5 separate regions of the Sus scrofa genome follow, and regions 2, 3, 4 and 5 are each linked to region 1. The links are chromatin contacts, called in public HiChIP or PLAC-seq maps. All regions are on one chromosome and are shown on one strand. The core of a region is the stretch at or near the end of the contact, and the rest is flanking DNA. Distances in the headings are between cores, read along the strand shown. Region 1 overlaps MTMR2 (myotubularin-related protein 2). Region 2 overlaps MAML2 (mastermind-like protein 2). Region 3 overlaps MAML2 (mastermind-like protein 2). Region 4 overlaps MAML2 (mastermind-like protein 2). Region 5 overlaps MAML2 (mastermind-like protein 2).

Evidence for each region. HiChIP or PLAC-seq counts read pairs in DNA pulled down with a chosen protein or histone mark.
Region 2: a contact with region 1 is called in an H3K27ac HiChIP or PLAC-seq map of alveolar macrophages, with 6 times the contacts expected there. The contact joins two enhancer-like sites. A contact is called at or near these places in 1 of 47 Hi-C or Micro-C datasets (embryonic fibroblasts) and 1 of 2 datasets of contacts at active chromatin or transcription factors (alveolar macrophages).
Region 3: an H3K27ac HiChIP or PLAC-seq map of alveolar macrophages shows a contact between it and region 1. The contact joins two enhancer-like sites. A contact is called at or near these places in 1 of 47 Hi-C or Micro-C datasets (epiblast stem cells) and 1 of 2 datasets of contacts at active chromatin or transcription factors (alveolar macrophages).
Region 4: an H3K27ac HiChIP or PLAC-seq map of alveolar macrophages shows a contact between it and region 1. The contact joins two enhancer-like sites. A contact is called at or near these places in 2 of 47 Hi-C or Micro-C datasets (alveolar macrophages and embryonic fibroblasts) and 1 of 2 datasets of contacts at active chromatin or transcription factors (alveolar macrophages).
Region 5: a contact with region 1 is called in an H3K27ac HiChIP or PLAC-seq map of alveolar macrophages. The contact joins two enhancer-like sites. A contact is called at or near these places in 1 of 47 Hi-C or Micro-C datasets (embryonic fibroblasts) and 1 of 2 datasets of contacts at active chromatin or transcription factors (alveolar macrophages).

What each region holds. Positions count from the first base shown.
Region 1 is chr9:27,884,315-27,886,850 of Sscrofa11.1, forward strand. It overlaps MTMR2 (myotubularin-related protein 2), which reads right to left. Exons shown (of 16, transcript XM_003357252.4): 10 at 1,662-1,850. Among named protein-coding and RNA genes, the nearest start is that of FAM76B, 72 kb to the left of the region's middle. Within about 2 kb of position 1,272, at least 6 of the 83 cell types and tissues checked have an H3K27ac peak or open chromatin away from gene starts, as enhancers often do. A contact at or near this core is called in alveolar macrophages, where this site is marked.
Region 2 is chr9:28,343,224-28,345,759 of Sscrofa11.1, forward strand. The region is part of intron 1 of MAML2 (mastermind-like protein 2); the gene reads right to left. Among named protein-coding and RNA genes, the nearest start is that of MAML2, 28 kb to the right of the region's middle. Within about 2 kb of position 1,273, at least 12 of the 83 cell types and tissues checked have an H3K27ac peak or open chromatin away from gene starts, as enhancers often do. A contact at or near this core is called in alveolar macrophages, where this site is marked.
Region 3 is chr9:28,300,339-28,302,874 of Sscrofa11.1, forward strand. The region is part of intron 1 of MAML2 (mastermind-like protein 2); the gene reads right to left. Among named protein-coding and RNA genes, the nearest start is that of MAML2, 71 kb to the right of the region's middle. Within about 2 kb of position 1,268, at least 6 of the 83 cell types and tissues checked have an H3K27ac peak or open chromatin away from gene starts, as enhancers often do. A contact at or near this core is called in alveolar macrophages, where this site is marked.
Region 4 is chr9:28,271,276-28,273,811 of Sscrofa11.1, forward strand. The region is part of intron 1 of MAML2 (mastermind-like protein 2); the gene reads right to left. Among named protein-coding and RNA genes, the nearest start is that of MAML2, 100 kb to the right of the region's middle. Within about 2 kb of position 1,271, at least 38 of the 83 cell types and tissues checked have an H3K27ac peak or open chromatin away from gene starts, as enhancers often do. A contact at or near this core is called in alveolar macrophages, where this site is marked.
Region 5 is chr9:28,238,775-28,241,310 of Sscrofa11.1, forward strand. The region is part of intron 1 of MAML2 (mastermind-like protein 2); the gene reads right to left. Among named protein-coding and RNA genes, the nearest start is that of MAML2, 130 kb to the right of the region's middle. Within about 2 kb of position 1,272, at least 24 of the 83 cell types and tissues checked have an H3K27ac peak or open chromatin away from gene starts, as enhancers often do. A contact at or near this core is called in alveolar macrophages, where this site is marked.

The DNA.
Region 1 (2,536 bases), core at 22-2,521:
CTTGCTCAGTGGGTTAAGGATCCGGCGTTGCTGTGAGCTGCGGTTTGGGTCGCAGACGCGGCTCAGATCCCACGTTGCTATGGCTCTGGCGTAGGCCGGTGGCTACAGCTCCGATTAGACCCCTAGGCCTGGGAACCTCCATATGCGGCGGGAGCAGTCCTAGAAAAGGCAAAAAGACAATTAAAAAAAAAAAAAAATGAGGAATATAACATCTTGCCTTACTGCTTTTTCTGCTTTATACTCTTTCCTCCTCCTTTCATCCTCGAGAACATTCTAAGTTTCATACCTCCTAATTCATGGTATAAGTTTAGGGAAGAGAACAAGAAATTACTAGAAAAATATATGCTAGTCTCTAGGGTACCGGCTTCATATACACATTGGCTCATTTTTCCTTTAAGGGGAAATATACAGTTTGACAGAGAATGCCTGGAATTCACAATGTTCTCAAAAGCACTAAACAAGGACAGAAATAATTAGATTCATGCTCCATAATTTAATTAAAGGATGATCATCCCAGCATTGTTTATAACAGCAAAACAAAAAACAAAAACACAAATAACCTAAAGGTCCAGAAACAACTGGTGTTACTAGTTATCATACCATTAAAATGTTAGAGATGAGTATATACTGGCATTAAAAAAAACAGTGTCAATTTAAAAAAAGAAGTTGTAATCATTCTTCTGTTTCAAACATATGTGTGCATAGGTATGCACATAGGTCTGCAAGTATAACCAAGGGTTGACGGTATTTCTCTAAGATGTAGGATGTTGTATGATTTGGGTTTTTTGTGTTTTTTTGTTTTTGTTGTTTTGGTTTTTTTTTTTTTTTTTTGCTTATCTGTAAAATAACTTTTTTTTTTTTTTTTTTTTTTGGCCATACCCACAGCCTATGGAAGTTCCTGGCCCAGGGATCAAACCCAAGCCACAGCTACAACCTATGCCAAATTCTTTACCCACTGTGCAGGGCCAGGGATTGAACGCACGCTGCCCTGGATACAGTGCTAGATCCTTAACCCTCTGCATCATAGCGGGCACTTCATGCAAGATAATTTTGTAAAGCTAAATTGTATCTCTTCTCTTTCCTTCTCCAATGGTAGATCAGGAGTTTAAACTGATCAGAATTACAGACTGTCAACTGAATCAGAATTTCTATTTCCATAATGCCAATATTTACTCTATAGCAGCAATCAGGACCACTGCTCAACTGCAAGTCTTCAGTCTGAATAGCTTGTACAGGTGGAGGGCTGCCAGAAGAGGGCAGCACTGGTCACCAAGAACACCTCATGATTTCTACAACAGTGCCGTGCAGACTTCAGTCAGCCATAAGCTCACTGCCCAGTTTGGAGAAGGCAGAGAGAAACTCATAGGTGCTGAACACCTATTTCTACATACGTAAGCAGAGCTATGCACTATTTTTTATCAACTTACTTTTCCCCTAAAACAATTCTTGTTAGTTGTTTTGATGCTCATTAAATACGAAAATTAAAGTCTAAAAAGATTAACTGACTCAATCATACTATCAAACAGGAGAGCCAGGATGAGAATCTACATCTTTATTTCTGAAAAGCCTGAACTCTTTATGCTATAATGTGGCTCCTACCAAATTCAAGTTGATTCATGAAACTGTAACTATAATCTTAACTAGTTAAAAGATGATCTCACCTTATTGGCAACAGCATTAACACTTGGCCGGGCATCAAATATAAAGATTTTATGAGATTGGGCATTGGAGTCCATAATGGCTTGAAGGTATTTTTCATCTTCCTTGCTTCGCTTCCCACTCACTCCTACCATGGGCTGGCTACACCTAGTGATTGTGGCTTGACTTTCAGGATGAATCCATGATAAAACCTTAAAAAGAGGGGGGAAAATGGCAACACATTTAACATGTTTCTCTGTTAATAATTCTTCTTTAAAACATTACTCTATAAAACTCTGCTTTCTAACTAGATCCAAAGCCTAGGATATAAAAGGCTGCTATGAAAAATCATCACCTGGAGTTCCCATCATGGCGCAGCGGAAACGAATCTGACTAGGAACCATGAGGCTTCAAGTTTGATCCCTGGCCTCACTCAGTGGGTTATGGATCTGGTGTTGCCATGACCTGTGGTACTGGTCGCAGACATGGCTTGGATCCTGCACTGCTGTGGTGTAGGCCAGCAGCTACAGCTCCAATTAGACCCCTAGCCTGGGAACTTCCATATGCCGTGGGTGCAGCCCTAAAAAACAGACAAAAGACAAAAAAAAAAAAAAAAAAAAAAAAAAAAAAAAAAAAAGATCACCTTTCTTTCAAACCAACTCCGGCATGTGGAAAACTTAGTCTAATTCTTTAATTAGATACTGATTTATGAAAGTCATTAACTATTGGCACTGCTGTCTCTAGAAAAAAATACATTAAAGGAGACAATGTAAACTTCACTTTTAAGGTCTTAGTACTAGATCTGCAAAACTGCCCAACTATAAAATCTTCAGAGTCTGTGAATTTTTGTACCTAAAATTATTTGAGCTGATCTAAAAAGATCATAAATTCATCTTTC
Region 2 (2,536 bases), core at 23-2,522, 460 kb after region 1:
GCAAACAGGAGGCACCAAATGGTCCACAGGGGAAGTTGCCATAGGAGGGGCAGGGGCAGGGGCAGGCAAGGCTCTATCCCAGCCTGCTAGAGTCCAGACTATAGGCCAGAGGACAAATGAAGTCAGCAATCTGAGCTGGAAGTGGCTGTCACAGCAGCCAGGAATTATGTTCTTAAAACACGCAAGACCAAAGATCTATTCTACTCAGAACAACAGGTACCAACTCCAAAGGTTCTACCAAGGTACACAGCAGGGGCTAGGACGCTTCTGAGATACATAGTGTAGGTTCACTAATCTAATTCCTGCAACTGGGCCATCTCCCTCAGTTCTAATGAAGATTCTAAAAAAGAGCTTCTTGACCACACAAATTCTGCTCCCAAGGGACAGCTGGTAATGTCTGATCATGGCCAGAGAATAGCACCATGTGTATAGAAGATGCTAAATAAATATTTATTGAAAGGATAAGGGACTAAATGGTACCCAGGAATGTTTTGTGGGAGAACATGACTGTCCTTGTTCTAAACCTCAAAGACTAGAAATGATATCCCCAAACACTCCCTAAATAACACATTCTGGTCACCTACAAAATATATTTACGTTTCATCTCATGTATCTTACAGTTCTATTTTCATTCGGCCTACTACCTCTTGGGATTATTAGATTAAGTATATATTATATTAAGTAATCTTATTATGTAACACAGAACTACCTTTTATTTATTCTAATACTAGCCTTTCTAAACTCTAAAATTTAAACCAGTTCTTGTGTCCTAGGATTGTGACTGGCTTCCAAGCTTGTATTTCTTTCATACAGCCTTTAAAGATTTTGTCTCTTTGGAATCACAGTGTTTTAGCGTTCTTGGTTTGTCCTCATACAGCATTTACTCACCGACGACAGGTCAGAATGACCCACTCTCCTCCTTCCTGGTACCCAGAAGGCCCGCCAGAGAAGGGAGCAATCTGGCACGTCCCCGGGGACATCTGATCCAAAGCCTCCTTATCACCTTCACTGGGCTGTTCTTCTTACCCTGAGTGTCAGCATGCACTTAGGGGCTGGCTGTGAGGAGGCTGTAGACACCCTGGTCCTGTGGATTCAAGCTTCAGTGTTATGTAACCCAACTTCAGAATTCCCAATGGTCAGATCAGCAGTTAGACTGAGCCATGAAGGTAGCCAAAAGCACCAGTACACTGTGATGCACCCATGGTCTATTACCCAGACCTAGCCTTGCTCTCACTTGGGCAATGGGCAGGCCTGTGACTTCTCTGAAAAAGAGAATGAGAGGATCTATGGTAACTTGAATTTCAGTTTGGGTGAGTGAGTCACTTATTGCACACTCCTGCACTTCCTCTCACGGAATATTCTAGAAGGATGACTTTGGGAAACAGAAACAGCTATTCCTGCTAATCCTTCTCATACCCTAGCAAGTCAGAGTACCTGTTCCCTCATTCAACAAGCAACCAAACACCAAGGAGGGTATGACAGATACACTGCTGAAGAAGACAGCAACATGGAGCTACTATTCCAAAGAGGAGGATGGGCCAAAATAGGGGAAAACAGTAAGTAAATTGTTAAAAGACAGGGCAAATTGTAATAAGCGTTGTAAAGAAAACAGAGAAGGGGCAAAAATACAGAATAACAGCAGAGAAACCTCTTCAAAAGGGAAGTTTAGTTAGACTATCATTTCAGTTGACATTCAAAAATTATGTGGGAGCCAACCAGGTGATGTGTTAGAAAAATCACATGACCACGGGCTCTATGGAAGGAAAAACCTTGACTCATTTGGAGAGATAAGTGCTCTACACATGCCTGGAGCATCACAAGCAAGGGCGAGGGCGACTGGTGAAATGCAGTAGGGAGCAGCCTGTGCAGGACTTACGAGCTTGGGTACAGAGTTCAATTTTTGTGTGTGTGTCTTTTTAGGGCCACATCCATGGCATACGGAGGTTCTCAGGCTAAGGTCAAATCAGAGCTATATCTGCCAGCCTATGCTACAGGCAGAGGAATGCCAGATCTGAGCCACGTCAGCAACCTACACCACAACTCACAGCAACACCGGATCCTGAACCCACTGAGTGAGGCCAGGGGTCAAACCTGCATCCTCACGGATGCTAGTCAGATTCGTTTCTGCTGATCCACGACCGGAACTCCTAAATTTTATTTTAAGTGCAGCAGGAGGCCACTAAAGAGTTTTAAGCAAGGATATGGTGAGCATAATCCTGTGTAGTAAGAAGGCAACTTGCACTGCTGTACTCAGCGTGGACTAAAAGGAAGATGGGTTAGTTGGCGGTTGCAGCTACTGAGAGTAGAGAGGGTACTGACCTGGGCCATGGTAGTGACCCAACAGGGGAGTCCTGAAGATAGAGTTGAGAACATGACCCAAAAGACAGAGGAGGTCAGAGTCAGATGACTCCTCTGCTGTTGGGGCTCCAAGTGCCCCCCTCCCCACCCAGTGGGCAGTCACATTTCAGGGTTAAGCGCTCAGCCTCTTGGCATTCGTTATCTTCCCAAGCCCTCTGGTTTTACTTGTCCTTCAGCT
Region 3 (2,536 bases), core at 18-2,517, 420 kb after region 1:
AGGCAAAGAAGTGGCTTGAGAAGTAGCTACCAAAAAGAAGAGGGGGGAAAAAAAGGCTAATTCTCCATTTCCACAATTATTTCTCCCCTTCTCTTCCACATAAGCAGATGATATTGCTTCTCAGACAAAAAACCCAAAAAGCTTTTAATCCCTGTTCTGTGTAGTACAAGCCTCAATCTGTACAGCGCTGTGATAAATATTGTAAGATCCATTCATCCATCCAATTGATATCCATCTAATGTTTAGCTCATCCGTGGAAGGTACTATCTAAAGCAGAGTGCAGGCCTCCGCACACAAAACAGGGTCTATACTTTGTAAAAATTCACAGTTTGAGAGATAAGCAAGCTGAGTAGATATCTATGATTCAAGGCAATATGTTTTGAGTGTCACTTCAGGGCCACAAATCAGTGTAAAGAAACGAGGAATCACTCCTGGGGAACAGTGAGAGACAGCACTGCAGAGAACGCAGCATTTTGCCTGACTAGATACTATAGCAAAATCAAGACAGCTGTACCTAAACTAATTTTTATTTAGTTAGTTAGTTATTTTGGTCTTTTTAAGGCTGCTCCTGCGGCATATAGAGGTTCCTGGGCTAGGGGTCGAATAGGAGCTACAGCTGCCAGCCTACACCACAACCACAGCAACGCGGGATCTTTAACCTCCTGAGCAAGGCCAGGAATCGAACCTGTGTCCTCACGGATACTAGTGGGGTTCGTTAACCTCTGAGCCACAACGGGAACTCCCTAAACTAATTTAAATAGAACAAAAGGTATCTTAGCAGAATTAAATCTTGATGTGCTAACCTGGTATTGTGAAAAACATTATAATAATGTTAATATGGCCTGGCACATAACAGTGCTCCATAAATGCTAATATCCTTTTGTGGGTGTTTTTAAATTTTTTTAACCCTCAGGGAAGTAGTTCTCAAACTGGGGTCACCATTAGGATCATCAAGAGGGTTTGTTAAAAGAGCGCTAAACCCCATCCCCAGAGCCTCCAATTCAGACAGTCTGGGGTGGGGTCCAATACTCTGCATGTGTAAAGAATCCCCCATGATGCCACTGCTGCTGTTCTGGGGACCACACTTTGAGAAGCACTTAAGGAATAGCTGAGGGAATAGTTTAGGTGCTGTGTGAATCTGATTTTGCAATCATTTTTTCATTTCAGAGATCAGTTCCATAGGTCCCAGCTTTTAAACTGCACTTTTTTTCTTAAGGTCTTACTAAAGGAAAGGGGAACAAAAAGTAACACCACTTTATATAGACCTGACCTTTTGGTAAGCCTGCGCAGCAACTTCCCATGTGGAGTAAATTAATCTCTTTCATGCATGCTTTGTGCTCGGGAAAAAGTGAAACAGATTCTGTTCAACATTTACCAAATGCTTCTTCTGTTGCAGGTCCCTGTGCTAAAGCCCATCAGGACTCATCTCTGCCCTGAGGAGCTTACAGGGAGGGAGGTGGACAGCCCAGCAAAACAGTCACTAGAGTTCAACACGTTAAATGCTATAATGAGATATGTAAAACATTATGATGGATTGAGAGTTATGAGAGGGTGAAAGAGGAACAAACTCAAGCTGGCAAGCTGGGGAGGCAGTGGATGGAGAAGTCTTTCCTAATACAATGACCCATAGTTCTTTGAGCAGTGAATGTGAACAGGAGATTTTTAAACAGAAACTGGAAGGGCTTTCCAGGTGGAGGGAACAGCACAGCAACGTCAAGCACACGTTGCCTTCTAGGGCTGCCAACAGTTTTGTTCAGCAACATCACATCAGAAAGCCCTTTGTGTGCTTTGCTAATGAATTTGAATTTATGATAAACATAAGAATATTTTTGAAAAAACCACTCTGGCAGCTTCATATTGGAAGGGATTAGCCTGAAAGCAGGGCAATTGCTTGGGATATTTTTATTACAGTAAAAGTGAGAAAATGAGAGATCTGGAGAAGCTAACAATGCAGCAGTGAGGAGAATGGAGAAGAGAGGATGAGGTGAGATAGTAAGGCAGCAGACAATAGAGAAATTGGGTCATTTCTAGAAACTGAAAAGTGAGTGAGAGGGTGGAATCCATGAGAACTCTCATATTTCTGGCTGAGATGAAAGACTATCATTTACTGCTATGAAGAGTACAGGAGAAAGAACAGCTTCAAGGGGAAACTGTAGTTGAGGACATTGAAACTGACATGACCATGGGTCAACCAAGTAGACCTGGCCATTACACAGTTGAATATGTGGCCTTGGGCAAAGGAGGAAGGTTTTAAAACCCTAGGCTAATCCAAAGCCATCCCACAGAGGGCACAGAGGGAGCAGATCTATTACTAAGTTAATTATGGATGATATCTTCATTATAAGGAGAGAAGCAGCATCAGAAAAGTCTCCCCATTGCTGAGTGGTCACTTGCAGTGTTCAGTGCCTAAACTCACAGACCTTCTTAATAATGACCTTTTGTTCATTCCTGCATTCAGTACACCGAAAAAAGAAGGGAGATGTTGTGTGTCAAAGTCCTTTGCAAACTACAAAGCACTATGCAATATTTAAGGGAA
Region 4 (2,536 bases), core at 21-2,520, 390 kb after region 1:
GTGGAATTTTCTGAAGCTCTAGTTTGCTTTGTTTAATCATTTTAGAAATTATGTAGGTATCATGCTGGTTTAAAGTAGTTCATTAGGTCTATTTTTGGACATGTTTGGCTTCAGTTACAACATAGATATTTGGGTTTTGTTGTTCACTTCAGAGTGCAGCTCCTTCTGGCTTTTGGCTATGACTCCTTGGTTTATGGCCTTGCTATTGGTGCCCATATGAGTGTGATTGAGCAGAAAGCTGCAGCTCATCACCACCCTGGCCACAGAAACTTCTGTGCCCCGAAGGAGTTAGTTTGCTCTTTGTTTTGAGGAGGACTCAATAACAACGCAAGCACCAGACCAAGAGTTTTTAGGATGTATGCACTCCCCAACTTTCTATTGCTTGTTCTAAAATTATAAGACTTCACGAAGAAAAGTAGCTTACTTCATATTATATTTATGAAAAGGTATAAAAGTCTCAATGTTTTCAGTCTTCCTGAAGCTGTTTACTTGAGTACTCTGTGAAGAAAAAAAGATAGGAAAAAAAAGTTCTTAAAAATCTCCAGGGATTTTAAAAAAGCCCATTTACCCGTATTTTGCAACGGCCCTGGTTGTGAAATCATCAGGCTGAAAAATACTGGAGGAGCATTGAGGGTGGATTTTAGTGACAAGATTTCCTCAAGGCTGCAGACAAACCAAATTCATTAAAAGAAAGAAACAGAAGTGGTAGATTTCATCATAAAATGGGGAAAACATTTTCCAGCTGAATTATGGATACAGCACAGAACACAGTTGTTTCAGTTTTTAAAACCTCGGTTTCTACAGGCTGTAACAGAACATTTCAATTGGCTCACTTCATGAAAGCCATCTGCACCTGCTCACAAAACAGCTTAAAGAAAAAAATCTGCACGAAGGAGTTTAACTTATACGACAATAAGGAATAGCCTCTGGTACACACACACACAAAGGAGGAGCGGTATGAAGCAAGGGGTATCATAATTTTTTTAAACTACCAATAAATAATCATCTAAGATCAGCTTACAGCATTATTTCAGTTTTACCTGTGGCAGCTCCACTTGCCTGTTCTGGTTGTATGTTAAAAGTTAGGCGATTAAAATTCAATTATGTGGGGTTTTCTTTTATGTAGCCTAGGGTTGAATGAATTACTGGCAGGAAACTTTAGCTCATGAATTCAATCAAAAATCCTTTCATTTGTCAGAGCTGCTTCCTGCCCTTCTCCTTTAAACATCTGCTTCTCCAGTTCAGGGAGAAAACACACAAACACACACACACATATACACACACACACACTCCCTCCCTCCCTCCCTCTCCCTCTCTCTCTGTTAAAATAATAAGCAATCACCAAAACTTCCCTTGCAAAAGTTACAGATTCTCTCTTAAACACACACTTGCTCCCAGTAGAGTTTATTTAATATATCTTTAATAGCTTCCTTGTATTCCTCTCTTCCTTTCCGCTTTTAAATTCTGGAAAATCTCAAGCTGACAAAAGAAGACATTTTAAAAATGCGAACCTTCGCAGGGATAAACCCCAGCCAGCCTCCAGGCCAATGGGATGGAGGCAAAGCAGCCAGGAGGTGGGGGTGGTGGGGGGAAAGGGGCTGGCTGTCGGGAATTGCTTGCACTCCTTAAATGGCTGGCACTTCCTGCCAGAAAAGGCCAGCTCTGCACAAACAGAAATAGAGTGGAAAGAAAACAGGAGGTATTGCTCAAGTTCAAAACAATCTGCGCGTGTCCACACTACAAGCGGGACACCAGCCGCGCAGCTCTGGCCTTGCCAGAGCATCACCTGAGAAGCCCACATCCCTTTCTCAGCAGCCTTAGACTCATGTCTACCCCACGCCGCCAGGAAGGCAAACCCAGATGTTAAAATTAGGAGGAAAACTTAAAGTGCCTTCTGAACAGCCAGGCTTCTCTGAGCATGACCCAAATCCTTTAGGGGTCCCAGAGCCCTCCTTCTGCATGGATGGACTTCTCTTTGGGAAACTGACTTGGGGCAGATCTCAGTGCCTTATTCTTTCTCCTGAAAATCTTGTTCCTTCCTCTAGAGAAGTCTGAGTGAAGATTAGTTAAAACTTGGGGGCTGTACTGCCTAATGATCGAAACCCTATTAAAAGATCTTTTAAAATATTATCACTATTTTTGAGAATCTCAAATATAAATCCTAGAGGGAAAGACATCTGTTTTAAGAATCCTACCTAGAACTTACAAACATTTTAAACTGTACAAAATGATGATGCTTTAATAAGACATGGTACATAATACAACCAGCTGTTGTATCATGGAGAAGCATTAAGAATGTTTTCATATCTAAGTTATGCTCGTAATTCTAAAAGTAGATAAAGAAGCTTCCGGTTATTTTACCCTTCATATTCGTATGGATAGAAAAATTTGACCTACAATGATTAGAAATTACTGGCATCCCCAAAGCTACTACAATCAATACATTCATAATTCCTACATGTTGTAATGATTCACCCTTAAATTTTTTAAATAAATGGGTTATGCGGCTAAAGCCATTTATTGTTATGTTAATAGC
Region 5 (2,536 bases), core at 22-2,521, 350 kb after region 1:
GTCAGACTGGCTTAAGCATAATGATTACTTTTTTAAACAATTTAGGTAAATTAAAGTTAAACTTTAGAGAGATCTCAAACTTGTTGAAAACCATAAGGGTACAGAAATATTCTGAAATCTTAACTCTAAACTCTTGATATCTTGATGTGATACTAAAACCACCTGTGAAGCCTCTTTCTGTAATTTGTGTGTGGAGTGCAAAGTGAATTATTTAATAAATGATAATCAACCATCAAATATTTCACCATGGAAATAGAATGATAAACAATGCTCCCTGCGTCTTAATAACAGTCTTAAGTGCATTCAAATACTTCTTTATTGAATTCCTTGTAAGGCACTGTCCAATGTGACAGGGTCTTTGAGATTTTAAAAGAATATTATCATCCAATTTAAAGTTGTACTTGTGAAAGATAAACAAAAAGATATCATAACAAAGTTATGAATAAAGGCTATGAATGCACAGAAGATGGAATAAATAATTACTCACAAGAGGGATCTAAAAATACTTTGTCTTTCTTAAAGGCTAACTTGCTGAGATCTAAGAGGGAAATTGTAAGAAAAAGGGAAGATGAGAAGCATGGACAGGGCCTTTGAGGAAGAAATCACACATCTCTTGTATGACAAACACGTGGGAAAAAGTTGTAAGTTTATCATGCATGGAACCCAGTGGTTCATAGGGCACTTAGTGGAGAGAGTAGAAAGAGTTTGGAGTTCTAACCTGGAAGTGTGTATGTGTGTGTGTGTGAATGGAGGGGCAAACAAGTTCATTTTTGGACATAACATGTTCAATGTGCCTGTGGGACAAAGGCAGTGATGGCCAAGGTACATCTGGACCTGGAGGTTAAGAAAGAGATTCCATGTGAAAGATAATGGATTTCAGAGTCAGTATCAGATAGGTGGCAACACAGGCACACGTGCGCTGTGTGATCAGCCAAGAGAGCAAGCAGAATAAAAAGTCCAAGGGGAGATCCCCAGGGAACACTAACATTTAAGGATTTAGCCTTGGGAAGAGGCTCCAACAAGGAAGGGGCAATTAGAGCAGAAGGAGGCAAGAGGCAATTTGGAAGCCAAAGTTGTGGAGGAGACGTTTGAAGCAGAGATTGTCATCATCTTATCAGTCAGCAGCAGTGGGTGAGGCTTCCCTCTGAAGACTGGGCTGCTAACAAGGGGTTAATTCACTGTCGCTCACCACTCTTTCACAACCTCCCTGAGAAGTGCTAGCAGAAAGAAAATGGTCCCATGATAGAGATGGCAGAAGAGAGGAAGAGAGAAGGAACAAGAGGCTGAGATAACTCATGCATGAGTCATCAGCCCATAAACCAGAGAGAGTCAGCAATATGACCGTTCCTCCTGAAATAAAGAAGCAGAAAGGGCTCTCAGTTAAAAAGAAAGTCTTTCTCCGAGTTGAGATAGCATGGTAATTTAAGCAATGTGCACACTGCTTGCGGCAACTTGGTGAATATGTGTGGATGGATGCACTTGGGAAAGACTCTACTGACTGGGCCCTCAGTTGCCTTATGTTATAATCAGGGGTAGTAGTCTCTTTGCTCCTTGCAGGTATCCTATGTGGTAGGGATTATTTGGGGGTCATTTTACAGATTAGTTAAACAAAATACAGAGAGTGTAGGAAACAAGATACAGAGAGTGCCCAGACAGGTGATAAGTAGCAAAGCTAGATTTCAGATTTTGGGCTCTCTGCTCTGTCCACAAAGCTTATGCTTTGCTTCCAGCTGGGATCCCTAGAACTTTCAAAGTCAAAGTCATTAAATATGCTTCATTTTTCCCCGTTAAATGTAAGGCTATGAGGGAAGCTGGATAAGTGCGGTTACGTCCACAACAGGTAAAGCAATGGAGGATTTGCCTAAAGTATATGGAAGCCGGGTCTTCTAATTCTACACTATTTTATGGTCTTTCAAAGGCCAGTAAATGTATTACATTGACAGACATTAACTTTGAAACCAAAATTAACATCTTGGAAAGCAACTATTGTTACACTGAAAAGTGTATAAAATACCTTTTCTTTCTAGAAATTACAGCACCATGGAAATGAATCATACCAGAGTCTGTCTTAAGTAGAGATGGCAGTTTATGGATAGCCCCCTAAAAAGTAGCAGTTTTTCCTCCATCATCTTACTAGTTAATCTTCCTGGGAACAGGCTGATATTTACTCATCCCAAGAGAGTGTTGAATTGTCTGCACTCCAAAAGATACCAAGGATAAGGTTTTAAGTTCCCCACCATTAGTCATCACACGGAGAAAAGTGACAGAGCTCTTTACAGATGCAGTGCTTTTTCTTCGCCCTTAAAATGGCAGCTGAAACAAAATTCAATGGGTCTAAACTAGGAAAAGTCAGTAAAGAATGCTCTCCCTTCCTCAGTGATCCGTTCCCCGGGTAAGATGTGAAGCACTCTGTGGTCTCCAGACAACAGGATCAGATAGGCTAACAATGCATTTGAGAGCTTTGCGAAGAAATGCTAGACAAAATAGATCAGGTTAAAGTAGACACAGAGGCCCAGCAGCAAATTCTAATTATTTT